Regions from separate parts of the Ovis aries genome. Here region 2 is linked to region 1. Evidence: chromatin contacts called from public Hi-C data. All regions are on one chromosome and are shown on one strand. Each heading gives the region's core, a stretch centred on a gene start, on an enhancer-like site or on the middle of the called end of the contact. The rest is flanking DNA. Distances are from core to core; before and after follow the strand shown. Region 1 holds the start of FOSL2 (FOS like 2, AP-1 transcription factor subunit). Region 2 overlaps BABAM2 (BRISC and BRCA1 A complex member 2).

What was found. Hi-C and Micro-C count contacts between places; a contact is called where the count stands out from the background.
Region 2: a contact with region 1 is called in a Hi-C map of liver, with 3 times the contacts expected there. The contact joins the enhancer-like site here to the promoter of FOSL2 in region 1. A contact is called at or near these places in 2 of 16 Hi-C or Micro-C datasets (liver and tail adipose tissue).

What each region holds. Positions count from the first base shown.
Region 1 is chr3:35,341,215-35,348,547 of ARS-UI_Ramb_v3.0, reverse strand. It overlaps FOSL2 (FOS like 2, AP-1 transcription factor subunit), which reads right to left and starts at 3,556. Exons shown (of 4, transcript XM_027966637.3): 1 at 2,659-3,556. The coding sequence starts at 2,760.
Region 2 is chr3:35,223,435-35,230,506 of ARS-UI_Ramb_v3.0, reverse strand. All of the region lies in intron 10 of BABAM2 (BRISC and BRCA1 A complex member 2), which reads right to left. Among named protein-coding and RNA genes, the nearest start is that of FOSL2, 120 kb to the left of the region's middle. Within about 2 kb of position 4,821, at least 19 of the 54 cell types and tissues checked have an H3K27ac peak or open chromatin away from gene starts, as enhancers often do. A contact at or near this core is called in liver, where this site is marked.

The DNA of each region.
Region 1 (7,333 bases), core at 2,307-4,806:
GAGGTGTTTTCCTAGGAAAGTTAGGAAAGAGAGAAAACAACAATACAAAGAAAAAGCCAGGGTGAGGGGGGGTGGTGCAACTATTAGGGGCAAATCAAATCACCAATGACCAACGTCTGAGATTAAAACTATAACTGGAACAGGAAATATTTTTCATACTTCAAGTTCCTGCCACATACAAGAACAGAGGTTTTTAACAAAGAGTTATCTGACGCCCCCCTTCAAGTCACTGAAACTCACGGCCATGTGTTAAGACCAACCTTCATGAAGTGAGAAGAAAGTCCCAGGCTGAGTAAACAGCAACAAATTTCTAAGGAATATTAGACCCCACAAACAAAGAGAGGAGAAAAAAATAATATTCACTTGTCCAAGGTAAAACCAGAGCTCTTATATTGAGCTGCCACAAAAGGAGGAAGGCCCATCACCAACTGGCAGGAAAGTCTCTCCATAAAGGAAGCTAAGAGAAATAAAGAGATTACAGGTTTTATCTGGTATGCAATAAAGTTACCTTGAGCCCAGGTGGGGTCACAGACATGTGAAGTAACAAAAGCTTCTCACGTCAGCTCTTAGGACCACAGAACAGCTCTGCTCCCAGTCACAGGGATGATGGAAAAACCCTCTCCCGGCCTCCCGCCACCCCCTCCCTCAGGAGTGGACAGGCTGAGAAACTTGCCCAAAGCCGCATTACCTTACCAATCCCTCTGGTTTCAAAGGTTCCTTGCTTGAGCTGCTGGGCCGAATGGACAGGCACATACGCAAGAACCCCGTGCACCAGTTATTACTAATTGCAAAATCCTCATGTGTTACAGCACGCTAGGAATTAGCCAACAGCTGCTTTTTGCTTCGGTAATGAGGCCCCATTACACTCTGCTGGACTGAGTTCTCTTCCTTCTTCCTAGCTCTGGTTTCCTGTCTGATTTTCTTCCAAAACAGGGAATTGCCTCCACTCACATCCTGGGCTCAAAGCCCTAGTGACACAGATTATTCAGTCGGGGCACTGATGTCCGGTCTGATTGTCCATCTAGGCCCCAGGGTCTGAGTAAAGCCCGGCTGCAAGGTTGTAACATTTCAGTGATGACTGCCACAGAAACGACAGCCAAAGGGGCAAATGAGAAATCAAAAGGTTCCTTCCTGATTTGGAGAGGCAGAGAGGGACATCTGGGGGCTGTTGAACTGGAGAATGAGGGAATGGATTTCAAATGACTCCAACCCTTTGCCTAATGATGGCTGGATTCAATAGAAACCACCAACGGGGCTGGAAAGCAAACAAAATCACTTTGGGACAAGATTTGAAACTCATCACCTTAGTGTTCATTATTAAGGGTGCATGCACTGACAAGGCTTTCTCCAGCGGGTGCTTATGGGGATACCAGGGCAGGTAGAGGGAAGACATAGAAAAGCGTTTTGAGGATCCATCAGGCATGCGGAACAGCTTTGGAATAAGATATCCCTCCTCAGTTACTAAAGAGAGCCACGTTTCCATTATATTCTCCATCAGGGTCCCTCCTCCCTGGAAGCCCACCCCAGCCCCTCCTGGTTGGCTGGCTTATAGAGGCCAAGGCCACCGCCTAACCAGAGCAGCTCTTGCCGCAGCCAACTGGGCTAGAGACTCGGCAGATCCTGATTAAGACGGGCTTCAGGCTCTAGCAGCCTTGTTTAAGTCAGCTCCCTCACAAGCTTCTGGGTGGGTGGGTGAGGTGGGGGTGGCTGTTGCAGAGGGCCGGCACCCCACCAGCACCACCAACCTAGCAGCAACTTTCTGGTATTTATTCTGGTATTTATAGACAGAGATGGCAGGCACAACCCCTCCAGTACAAACCAGTCCGCCTGCTTTAGAAACAAGTTATTTCTCGGCTTCCAGAACCATTCAGGAGCCTAGAGGAAGTCTCTCCAGCCTCCCTTCTTTCTGCAGCCGTCCTGGCCCTAGGTACTCCCCAGACCCCAAGGCGCCCCTTTGGGTGGCAGTTCAGGCTCCTAGTCCTACCCTAACAGGAGGTGGAAGGGCGCAGGGTACACAGACGCACGCAGCCTGAGCCAATCAAGGCTCACCTCCTCCTTCCTGACCTTCGCACCTGATTCCCTGAGTGACAACTCTCGCCCTCACTCTGGATCACTTGAAGGAGCCCAACCAGTTTCTGAGTCCCCAACTTCTTTCCGAAATTAACTAAAACCAACGGCGGGAGAAGGTGCGGGGTCGGGGTGGGGAAAGAAGGAGAAGGCTTTTTCGCAGGAATAAGTTCTCTAGATGTCGGAAGGGGCCCGTGCGTAAAAAATTTGGGGAGCGGGGGATCCACCACGGAGATAGAGGGGAATGGAGATGAATTCCTGGGAGAGGAGGGAGGCACCGGCTTCTGGGAACGGGACCTGCAATTCCAGGAGCTTGTCTGGATACGATGTAGTGTGAAGGACAGGGTTTGTAGGTTCTTTCAGCCCACTCGCCGCTCCAGTTTGGAAAAAAAAAAGGGGGGGGGGTTGGCGAGGGTAGAGGGGGTGAAAGGAGGTGTGGGCAGGAGATGAGAATTCAGAACTTACAATGGTGGCCCGCAGGTATTTTCTCACCAAACCGAGAAAGGGCAAAGAAAGCAAAAGAGGCAGTGGCGGCGAGAGGAAGGCGGGGGTCCACCCGCGTCGCCAGGTGCACCCGGGGCCCGCACCTACCTGCTGGCCGCCGCCGCCGCTGGAGTAGGACTCGGCGTGCGCAGGAGAGCCGCTGCTGCCCCGGGACGAGGTGTCAAAGTTCCCGGGATAATCCTGGTACATGATCCGCGGTGGGGGCCCGAGAGGAAACAGGGTGTTTTTCTTCCCCCGCCCTCGCCGCGGCCGCGCACCGGCTGCTGTGCGCTGGCTCTCTGCTGGCCGCGCCTCGGGCTTGTCCCCCTCGGCGGAGGCACCCCGGGAACGGCCCCCTGAGCGCCGAGCGCTACACCACTTCTTTGCTGCTCTGCGAGCGCCGCGGGACCAGTTGTCCACCCAGTCCCTCCCTCTAAAAAGTCCGCGCGTCCCTCGGTCCCTCCCCTGCGCGCGCCCTCCCGCCCCCGCGCGCAATCGGAGCCCAGCCGGGACCGCCGGCTCAGTCAAAAATCGGTAATTAAAAAAGAATGGGAGTCAACCCAGCGGGTCAAGCCTGCCAGGTCTGGGGACCCCAGATGTCAGCGCAGAAAAGAAAGGAGGGAAAAAAAGGGGGGGCAGAAAGAAAGGCTGCCCGCTTGGAGAAACTTCTATTTCCTCCTTTTAGAAAAGGAGCTGAGAATAAACTTCCTGTGGCCGACTCGCCGCCGGAGTTTGGAGCGGCTCGGACACTTGACTAGGAGAAGAAGGCAGCCTGTGCCCGGCCCGCGGCCCGGGAGGATCCAGCTGAGCCGGCGTGGAGAGGGACGCGGTGCCGCAGCTCCGGCGCCCGGACCTGCACCCCTTTCCCGGCTCCCTCTCCCGGACGGGCCCGCCTCGCCCGTCCGCGCCTCTCTCTCTCCCTCTCTCGGTCTCCGCCGAGCGCCGCTCGCTTGCTCGCTGGTTTGCTCGGAGCCCCAGCGCTCTGCCCGAGATGAGTCACTACAATGGCACGATTTCAACTCCACACTCTTTATTCTCCAGCCCCTGTACCTCACGTCAACCCGACTCCACCTTGCAGGGAGGAGCGCGCGGGGAGGCGGGGGGAGAAGGCCGAGGAGGAGGGGGAGGAGGAGGAAGACGCGCGGGAGGAGGCGGGCGCAGCGCTCCCCTATCTGCCCCGGCTCCTGGCCGCGCTGACGCCAGCCGCACACCCTGCGCGAGGAAGGAAGGCGGTGGCGGGGGTGGGAGCGGACCGCTGGCGCGGTTTGGGGGAGCCGAGGCAGCCTGGCCCATCCCCACCCCCCGGGCCACGCGCCCTTGGTCTGTTCCACTGGCGCACGTTGCCAAAGATGGTCATTTGCGTTAGAGGACGCGAGTGCGGGTTCCCTAGCTTTCGGGTGACGTGGAGGGAGAGGGATTCCCTCGCCGGCTCCCGAGCGCGCCACGGCCTCCCCACCTTCTCCACCGCCTGGGAAAGGGGCGCGGGGCGGGGCCCCTGCGAGGGCTGCCGCGGGGCCCTCGGCGCCTGGTTTCAGAAAATAATCACAGTCCTGAAGAGCGAGACTGGCGGTTCAGTGCGGCGCCACCGCGAGGCCGGGAGCCGGGCGCGCAGAGCCGCTCGCAGGGAGGGCGCGGCCGCGCACGGTCGTCGGCGCCCTTCGCGGCGCCACCCGGAGCAACGGGCGCCCTGGGCGCCCTGGGTATCCGCGCCTCCCTGCGGCCGGGCCTTGGCGGGGCGCAGCGCCGCCGGGCGGGGCCGACCTGCCTATTTTCCCTTCCGCGGCTGGCTGCCCACTGCTTCCCGCCCCCCTCCCCTTTCTTTTCGGCTCTGCAATTAATTTGTTAGGAGCAGCCTTGAAGACGAAATTAACCAGTCAAGACATTCCGGCCGCCCTCTATGCTGGGCAATTAAGATGCATCTAATAGTAATCGGGCATTATAAGCAACCTCGACTATTACGAATTTGAAAGGAAAAAAAAAACCAAACAGGGAAGAGGGAGGCCCGAGAGAGGGCGTGCCCCAACGTTGTCTTCAGCTGTTTTGGAGCGAAGTTCAGGCAGTAGGTAGTCCGGATTCCTAGTTTGTCCCGCCTCGCGGGGCGGGGCGGGGCGAGGTGCGGGGTAAAGAGCACAGGCCTTGGAGTGTGAACGCCAGGCTGTGCTGCTTACGGGCTGTGAGACTTTGGGCGAGTCCCTTAACCTCTCTGGGCTTCAGTTTCTTTCTGTAAAACGAAGGGATTGAGACATGACCTTCTAAGGCCCTTGTCAGTTCTGGAACTTCAATCCTTCTGCAGAGATGATGATCCGGAGGAGCACTGTACTAGGAGTCAAGGAAATCGAATTTTGCTCCACGCTTTGCCTTAGTCTCATACCCAGCTCTTAGTGTACCAGCGGGAAGATGCGCGAAGGCTGTGAAGCGTTGTGCACTGTAACACATCACAGTTTCGGCCCTCAGTCTCCTTATCTGTAAAGTGGGGGTGTTGCTAGGAAAGAAAAATAGAACCCAGCCGGGAACTCAAAGCTTTCCCGGGGCTCTATATAAAGCGCTGGCGTTTCCGGGACGGCTGGCGGCATCTGGCCGCCCCAATGGCCCCAAGATACGGTAATCCTAAACAATACTCGGGGTCATTGTTTACAACTATAAAACACATTCTGTCCTCGGCTCCATCCCCAAGGACGCGCGTGGAGAGGCGAGGCTGGCTGGGCTCCTCGCACCTCCCTCGCCGCCTGCAGCGTAGCGTCCGCAACTCCACAGGTCGCGGCGAGAAGTGCGAGGCAGATGGATGCGCACACCCAGCGCGGTCTTGGCGTTTTTGCCATCTCTCTCTTTTTTTAATCCCGCGTCCTGCCTGCCTGGGTGTGTTTATGCTCCTCTCCCAGCAGGGCTGAGTAAATGCAGTCCTTTGACGCAAAACCGTTCAGCCCTTTCCCCAGCGGCAGCGGCAAAACCCAGAAAACTGGAGGTGGGGACGGGGTGGGGGGAGCGCAGGAGAAGAAATCGTGACACTCTCTGACTCGCCCCTCAGTCGCCTCCCGCACCGCACGGTCCTCGGCCGGCCTGGCGAACTCCTAGGTGGGGCTACAAAGTCAGGCGCGGTCCGGGCGTCCAGCGCCCTCCTGGGAGCAGCGGCGTGTCCAAGCGGCGCTAACAGACACACTTTTAGTTTTTCTTTGAGCTGCAGAGGCTACCCGGCCCTCCCCCACCCTGCGCTTGAAAATCCAGCGCTTCTGGGTCTCTCCCACACAGTCCTTCCAGTAATTCGCGGGGAAAGAAGGAGGGGGAAAGGGAGCCTATGCTTCCTCCGTGGCCTCCGCCGTCCCAGGCGCGTCCAGGCCCGGGCAGGCGCCGCCGGGAGCGCGCGGGCGGGCAAGCGCACCCTCGCGCCCTCGGCCGCCCCCGCCCTGCCTGCTCCCCAGCCCTTTCCTTTCTTGTGGGTTCCCGTAAAGCCCGGCAGCCCCGAGACGTCTGCAGAGCATCACGGAATCTGTGCTGATGCAAGGCGCTAGCCTTCCTTTGGTGCGCCCCGGCCTGCCTCGAAACGCTTTGATCCCGGCCTTCCCGGCTCCAGAACTTGTGCTGGCTCCCTCTGTCCGCCGGGAGGCCCGCGATCTGCAGCCGGCCTTCACCTCTCAGTCCCTGAGCGCCAGGAACAGAGCTGTGCCCTGATGCTGCGGGACCGACCGACTGGTGCAACTGGTGCCTCGGACTAACTGAATGCCAGACTGAGAATTTAGCCTCCAAGCCCAGTTCATGGCCCTCTCCGTGGGGAATCATTACAGGATCACCCAGTAACAAAGGACTGTCTGACTCCCTGGAAGAGGATACTAAGAAGAATAGGGGCCAATCTTTATTGAACACTTACCAGGCAGAATACTTTAAGGGATTGTCTCATGCAATCCTCCCAACAAAAGTTTGAGGTGGGTGTTATTCCCTGGTTGCAGATCAAGAAAATGAGATGAAGTAACTTGCCCAGGAGAATTAGTTAGAGGGTTAGTGACCCAGCTGGAAGTGCAGCTGATCCTCTAGGACACCAGGCTCCTCCTCTTACCCAGGACATGCATGACCTGCCTCCTACGGGAATGTCTTTGTTTCTCTCTTACTGATCCTCAGAAAGCATGGACTTCATCTTGTGCGTGACTCTGTCCTACACTTAGAGGTGCTCCTTAATTCACCACTATCACTCAGGTTAAGGAAAGGTCATGTGAAGTGCCAGAAGAAGAGATCATAAAATGAGATGGGGAGAAAAAGGTACTTGGGCTGCCTTCTCACTGCCTCTCTGGGTCTTGGGACCTCCCTGCACTAAAGTTTGCTGTTTCCTCCTCTGTCCCTCCCCGCCTGATGTCTGACTCCTGACCAAAATGACTGCCTGGCTGGACTGCCCTGGCCCTCCTGTCTGAGTGCTGGACAGTTCATGAAGCCCTTTCACATACATGGCCTCGTTTCTCCTCATACAACATCCCTGCCAGGGAGGTGACAACCATCAGGGTGACTCTGGATTGGCAGAGAGGCAGCTGAGAACAGAGAGGCAAGGCAGCCTGCTCAGTATTTCCCAACCAGAGTCGGAACACAAACCCTTCTCGCCCAGCTTTACATTCATTACAGCCTGTTACCTGTTCTCCCAGCCTTGCCAGGTCAGAAGCAAAGTCCACAGCTTAATGATAAATGGTCCTCTATCCACCAAGCCTGAGTGAATCTGCCATCACTTCTCTATTGTAAACCATGCATTTTGAACATTTCTGAAAATCAGGTGCAAGTTATAATCAGTGACTAACCTGGAAGCATT
Region 2 (7,072 bases), core at 3,572-6,071, 120 kb after region 1:
GTGTGACTACTGAATCTAAACCAAACTGAATAAACTTTTGTCCAATTCTCAGCTTTCTGCTTCACCCACCCCCCACCCCCACCCCATCCTCTGGAGCAAACACAAACTGGTATCAAACCACGTCTTCACTGGACTGTTCTGCCTTTGTCCAAGGAACTGGTTGCCCCTTTTACTACATGGGGTTCATCCTACACTCTGTTTCACTCCCTGAAGCTACAGGTTTTAAGAGATTTTGCCTTTACAATGATTTTCCCAGAAACTGCCACATTTATTAGGCCAAACTGACAGAATTCCAAACCAAAGCAAAAAATTTAATGTTTCATTTATCCATGATACAGCTTTACCACGAGTTTTGATTTCTATTAGGCTTTCTGAATTACACCTCTGAACACAGTTGGGTTATAGACCTCCACTGATGCTTTTGTGAATAGTTAAACTGGTCTAAACACTAGAAAGAATCTCTTATCTTCTATTTACCATACCCTACCTTCATAGGAGAAACTTAAGACCTCTTGGATGCTTTCCCAAAAGAATTATCCCAATTCTCTACCAGCTAACATAATTCTCCCTTCTCCTTTCCTCTTAAAGGGTAATTGTACCCATTCTATCTATACTTTCTACAAACATGCCAACCAAAAGATAATGCCACTGAGAGTAGAACCATCTCTAAAATCTACCATGTGCCTAGAATATGATTACATGAATAATTTGAAATTAATAAATGCTACTAATTAGCATAACTTTCATAAGCTGAGGGCCATTACCAAGCTTAAGCACATATCTATGAAACTAGAAAATCCATTCTAAACTTACCAATTTCAAATGGATAGGCAGAGTCTTCTAATATTACATTGTACAGTTAACCTCCTTGGTTGGCCTTTTCCCTTTCAGCTAATGACTCAATAAAGGATGAATATGGAGGTGATACATGCTTCTGTATGCATCTAAAATCTTACCCCATATTATGAGATTCCTTCACTCTCTCTTTGTTAATGGAATACTTACTGTAAAATACATGGATATTTACCATACTCCCAAAGCACTCTACAAATTCAATGCAATTTCTCTTGAAATCCCAATGGTAATTTTTACCATTTTAAAAATCCTAAAATTCATATGAAACCACAAAAGACCCCAAATAGCCAAAGCAATCTTGAGCCAGAAGAACAGACCTGGAGGCATCATACTTCTTGATTACAAAACATATCACACAATTACACTAATCAAAACAGTATGGTACTGGCATTAAAAACAGACATATGGACCAAAGAAGCAGAGTAGAGAGCCCAGAAATACATCTATTCAATTACAGTCAAGTGATCTTTGACAAGGTTACTAAGAACACACAATGGATAAAGAATAGTCTCTTCAATGAATGGTGCTCAGAAAACTGGGCAGCCATATGCAGAGGAACAAAACTGGACACTTAGGTCAAAGTTTTATCAACTTTGAACTCAAATGGATTGAATACTTGAACATAAGATCCAAAGCTATAAAACCACTAGAAGAAAACATAGAGGAAAAAGCTTCTTGACATTTGTCTGGGTAAAAATTTTTTGGATACAATACCAAAAGCACAGGTAACAAAAGGGATTGTATCAAACTAAAATGTTACTGCACAGTAAAGGAAACAATCAACAGAGTGAAATGGCAACCTATGGAATGGAAGAAAGTGTTTGTACACCATTTATCTGATAAGTGGTTAATATCTAAAATATTTATAAAACTCATACTCAATAGCAAAAAAAAAAACCCCAAATAACCCAATAACAATCAGGCAAAGGACTTGAAATGGCATTTCTCAAGAGTAGACATACAAGTGGCCAACTCGTGCTCAAGATTATAATCATCAGAACCACAATGAGCTACCACCTCACAGAAAGAAATGGCTCTTAGCAAAAAGGCAAAAGATAACAAATGTTAGCAAGGATGTGGAGAAAAGGGAACTACTGATGGGAATGTAAACTGGTTCTGAAATTATGAAAAATAATATAGAGATTCCTCAAAAAATAAAAAACAGAACTACCATATAATCCAGTGATCTCACTTCCAGGTATATATCCAAGGAAATGAAACCAGTATCTTGAAGAGACATCTGTATTCCTACAGCCATAGTAGTCACAACAGCCAAGATATGAAAACAACCTACATGTCCACCAACAGACGAAAGGATCAACAAAACCCGGTTTATACGGGCAACGGAGTATTATTCAGCCTCAAAAAGAAGGAAATCTTCCTATCTGTGACAAAATGGATACACCTGGAGGACACTGTGTTGAGTGAAATAAGTCAGACACAGAAAGACGAATACTGCATGATCTTACTTCTATGTGGAATCTAAAACAGTCAAATTCAGAGACAGAGAGTAGAACGGTGGTTGCTAGAGGTTGTGGGGCAGGAGGACATGGGGAGATGTTGTCCAAGGATACCAAGTTTCAGTTATACCAACTGAGGAAGTTCTGAAAAATCTAATGTATAGCATAGTGACTACAGTTAACAACGCTGTATCCGTACACCTGGAATCTGCTAAAAGAGTAGATTTTAAATGTTATCACCAAACACAAAAATAAGAAAAAAAAAAAAAAAGTGACAATCTGAGGTTCTAGATATGTGAATTAACTTGATGGTGGCAATCATTTCACGGTATATACATATATCAGAACATCTAGTTTTGTACCTTGAATATATACAATTTTTACTTGTCAAATATACCTCAATTTTCACTTGTCAAATATACCTCAATAAAGGGTGGGGGAAGGGTGGCATGGATCTTGAAGAGCCTTGCTTCCTTCACAATACGTTGACAGGTCACTGTCTCAGAATTTCTTTCTTTGAACGAGAACACCAGGAACTATTTGAAGACTGTAGCTGAGTCACATCACTGCAGCTGGTGGCACAGTCGTGCCCATGAGGGCCCAAGCGGTGAGGAGGGGAGGTTATGTTGGTTCCCTCCCCAGGTGGGTGAGACCTTGAAGGAACAATGTCCCTGGTGCAGCAGGAAGTGGTCTGGTGCCTCTGGTCCAGCTTGAGGCCCAACCAAATCAAACACAGCCAACCACCATGGCATTTACAAAAACCTCTTCTATTTGGATGAGAGGTGAGAACTTGAAGACTGGGTCTGTATTCTCCTGAAGAATTGCATACATGTGACACAGCTGCCTCCTTTTATCTTCAACACTGTTAGATGAGTAAAGCATTCCACTGAGCTTTAGCTGTATGTCTGTGGACGGCTATCTTCTACATCAGGAAACCCAAATAAGATGCTCTGCATCCTTTTTTGTCTCCAAGGCTCTGGCACATACTCTGAATATGTCAACTTGGTGTTCATGCACCCATTGCATACCTGATGCCTGCATCCCATGGAAACAGGGCAAGAGCATACTGCAATAATCAAGAAATTATAGCATTACATCACTGAGTGAGTACGATAAGGCAAGGTAGAACTGAAAGGGCTCAGAGTTTGAATTTAAACATCTGGAACCTGATCTAATCATCCTGCATTCACCACCCATGGGATCTTAGGTATGTTAGTAAACCTCTCTGCTTTCTACCTTTCCATTCGGGGAATGGCATTCATGAGTTTTATCTGGCAGGACTGTTATAAGGATTAGGAGACAATGCACGTAAGCTATCTTGCACAGTGATGGTCTCATAACGAGTGGTCCATGACAACTATCCTTGTGATGTGGACTGAGGGCCCAGATACTTTCTCTTCCATAGAAACAGCAGGGTAGTTATCAGGAGACTGGAGAAAGAACTCGCCATCCGGGAGAACAGGATTTGTGGTTCAGGAATCAGAAGATGAAGGTTTCCAGTGTAGGTTCAATCAAATCCATGACGAACAGCAGCAGTGGCCAAAATGCTCTTCAAAGCATAAAGTCCGCAAATGGGTAACACAGCTGTCAGACATCAGCACTAAAAGGGCTTGTTCCTAGATCTGGTCCTTTCTTAAGTGACAATTTTAACATCATTTTCTGTAACAGTAGGATATGTTGGTGAATTTTTTTTTTTTTTTTTTTTTGTTGGTGAATTTTTAATTCTAAGTTCCTTTGAGGGAAGGATCATATCTTACTTGTATACCTGATACACTGCATGGTCCAAGATGAGGTTTCAAAAACTAATTTTTAATTGAATAGTGGGCTTAACCCCTTTTTCCAGGCCAGAGTAGAGGAAAATAGCCCATGTGCTATAAACAGTGTCAGGCAATATTCCTTCCAGCATTTTCATAATATGTATATTAGCCAAGTGCTGCTAAGTACTATTAGTCAAGTACTGTTGGAGTCTCTGATGTGATCTTCAGTGGGAAAAAAAGAAGAAAATCCAAAATATCTCAAGATTATTTTTATTGAATAGCCTAGGTTTGTTTTTAATCTTTCTACAGCCCATGGTCATATCTGTGGCCTCCCTTTTATGGGCTCTGAAGCTATAAATCTTAAAGAAGACAGATAAGGTAGGCACCTTGTTAAACAAAATCCCCACCAACAGGACAAACATTCAAACAGGAGTGGCCTGCCTTTATCTCATCACCACCCAGTTTTGACAGAGTCTGTTTCCCTTTTACAAAGGGCTTGCTGTCTGACAAGCGAACATTTTACCCAGGAGACCAAGAGTCACTCCCTGGGGAGGTATTTCCCAAAGGAGATGTACTGTCCGTTCCAGTGTGCGGGCGGCCGCTGGACTCACTCTCGAGGCTGCTGTAAATGCCTTGATTTTTATCTATGGTTAGAGGGATTGCATTTTTTGATAACCTCAGTCCATTTCCCTGAAAACGTGGGTTGTATCCATATGCTGACTCATTCTGGGTGCAGAGAGCAGAGTCCTCTACAGAAGGTGGAGCCTACAGAGGGTGGAGACAGCAGAGGCTGAAACTTGGAAGGAGGAGGAGAAGGGGGAAGGGAGAGGGGTGGAGAAAACAGGAACCCAGAGAGCTGGATTGATTATTTACAAGACAGTTTGCCAGCAGCTCGATAAGGGATGGAGCCTGGCTGGCGACTGTTACCATGCTGCTTCTTTGGGTCTTTCACTTAACGATAAAGGAGATTTGATGTGTTTATTAAGTCATTTGGTTGCCCTGGAAGATGGGCCTTTACCTGTGGTGATAACTGTCTAGCGATGACTCCTGCTTGTTACAAGCCTCAGCTTTTGTTTGCTGAGATGTGGGATTCAGCTGCATCTTTGTAGGCAGGAGATACTTTTAAAGGGACAGTTTTTAGGAAATTTAGATACACAAAGCTTGCCTTTCATGGCAAAGGATCACAATACAGCTTTGCAGGGTTTCTCTGCAAGGAATAATTGCCACAATACACATCAAGCGACGTGACACGCTGAGAGTGTGATGACGACTGATCCACACAGGAGAACCAGAAAGGATTCTGACCAGGGCACGGGGGCTGATCTCTGACCCTGACCACAGGGCCAGCAACATGTGTGATCTCAGGTGGACCCAGCCCCAAAGTGGGTCGCTTTCACTGCATGAGGAACACCAATTACCATTCACCTTTTCAAGTGATGTGTCTGTTCCTTGTCACATTCTTATAACTAATAAAGCTTTATTTGTATTGCTACTAATGATAGTGTTTCAGTTCATTTTTAAATTTACTATGTAATATCTGATACGTATCAAAGAATACTTGTAACGCACATACAACACGTTGAAAAAAACAACGTGCCTGAATCCACACTCCCTCTCTGAACAAAGACACAACCTACAGCTGGAAGCCCTTTGTGTGCTCCCTCTCCACTCAACCCCCTGCCTCTCTGCCCAGAGATAGCCACTGTCCACTGTCATTCCTTTCTAAAAAATATTTATTTATTTGACTGTGCCAGGTCTTAGTTGCGGCATGGCGTGTGGGATCTGGCTCCCTGATCAGGGATTGAACCTGGGACCCCTGCACTGGAAGCACAGAATCTTAGCCACTGGACCTCTAGGGAAGTCCCTCCTTTGTTTTTAAAAAACATGATTTTACTGCCTATTTCCCTATCCCTAAATAATATAGTGTCTGGTTCTGCTTACTTCTGAGCTTTTTATATATAACTTCTATCACCTAGGGTGTCTCCTGTAACTGGCTTCTTTGAGTCAACATTGAATTTCTAAGATTTCATCTTCATCATGTGCAGATACGGTTTTGTCATTTCCACAACTGTATAATATTCTGTGGGGTGAGTTTAACACTATTTATCCACTCCCCTATCAGTGAACATTCACTCTCTCATTAGTTGATACCACAGCTAACAATGCCACTGTGACTACTCTTGTACACGTGTGCCTCAAACACTTCCTGCTGGGCAAAGCCAAACAAAATTTCTTGGCCTTTCTGCAATGAGGTGAAGCCACATGACTGAATTCTGACCTATAGACTACGGACAGGAGGGATAGATGCCCCTTCTAGACCTGGCCCTACAACCCTGGACGTGCTGGCCTGAGACAGAAGATGCAGTGGAGAATGCTGAGGCCACAAGGGACGGTGGAGCTACTGAATAGAAACGCCCAGGTCCTGGGATGCCTGCAAGCAGCAGAGCCCTCCCCAAACTGCCCACTGACCATCAGTGAAGTGCTATCACAAAAAATAAACCTTTACTGTTAGCCACAGAGATGGGGCTTGGTTGCTTGTTATATCTGTAAGGCTTTCCTGACTAATACAACCTCCATTAAAATAGATTAGAGTGTGTGTATATGTGTCAGAAGGGGTCAGGTCAGGGCTAGGGTTGAGGGTGGAATAAGAGAAGTATGCCTATAAAATGGTACCAGGGATCCATGGGGTGATGGAGACTTTCTGCATCTTGGTTGTGTCAATGTCAATATCCTGGTTGCTGATAATGCACCGCAGTTGTTCAAGGAGGAGACTGGGTGAAGGAAACCCAGCATCCCTCTGTGTTACATGCTACCCTCACAGGTATTATATAATGATCTCAAAAGAAAAAGGTTTTCGTAAATATGGAGAAGTATTAAACACAGGGAGGAAGGCAGTTTCTCCCTGGTTTTCAGCAACATAAAGTGTTGTCAGGTACAAAGGATGGCCCTTAGACCCAGGAGTGTGCCCCAGGGAACACCCTTTGCCCTTGGTTTCTTCAC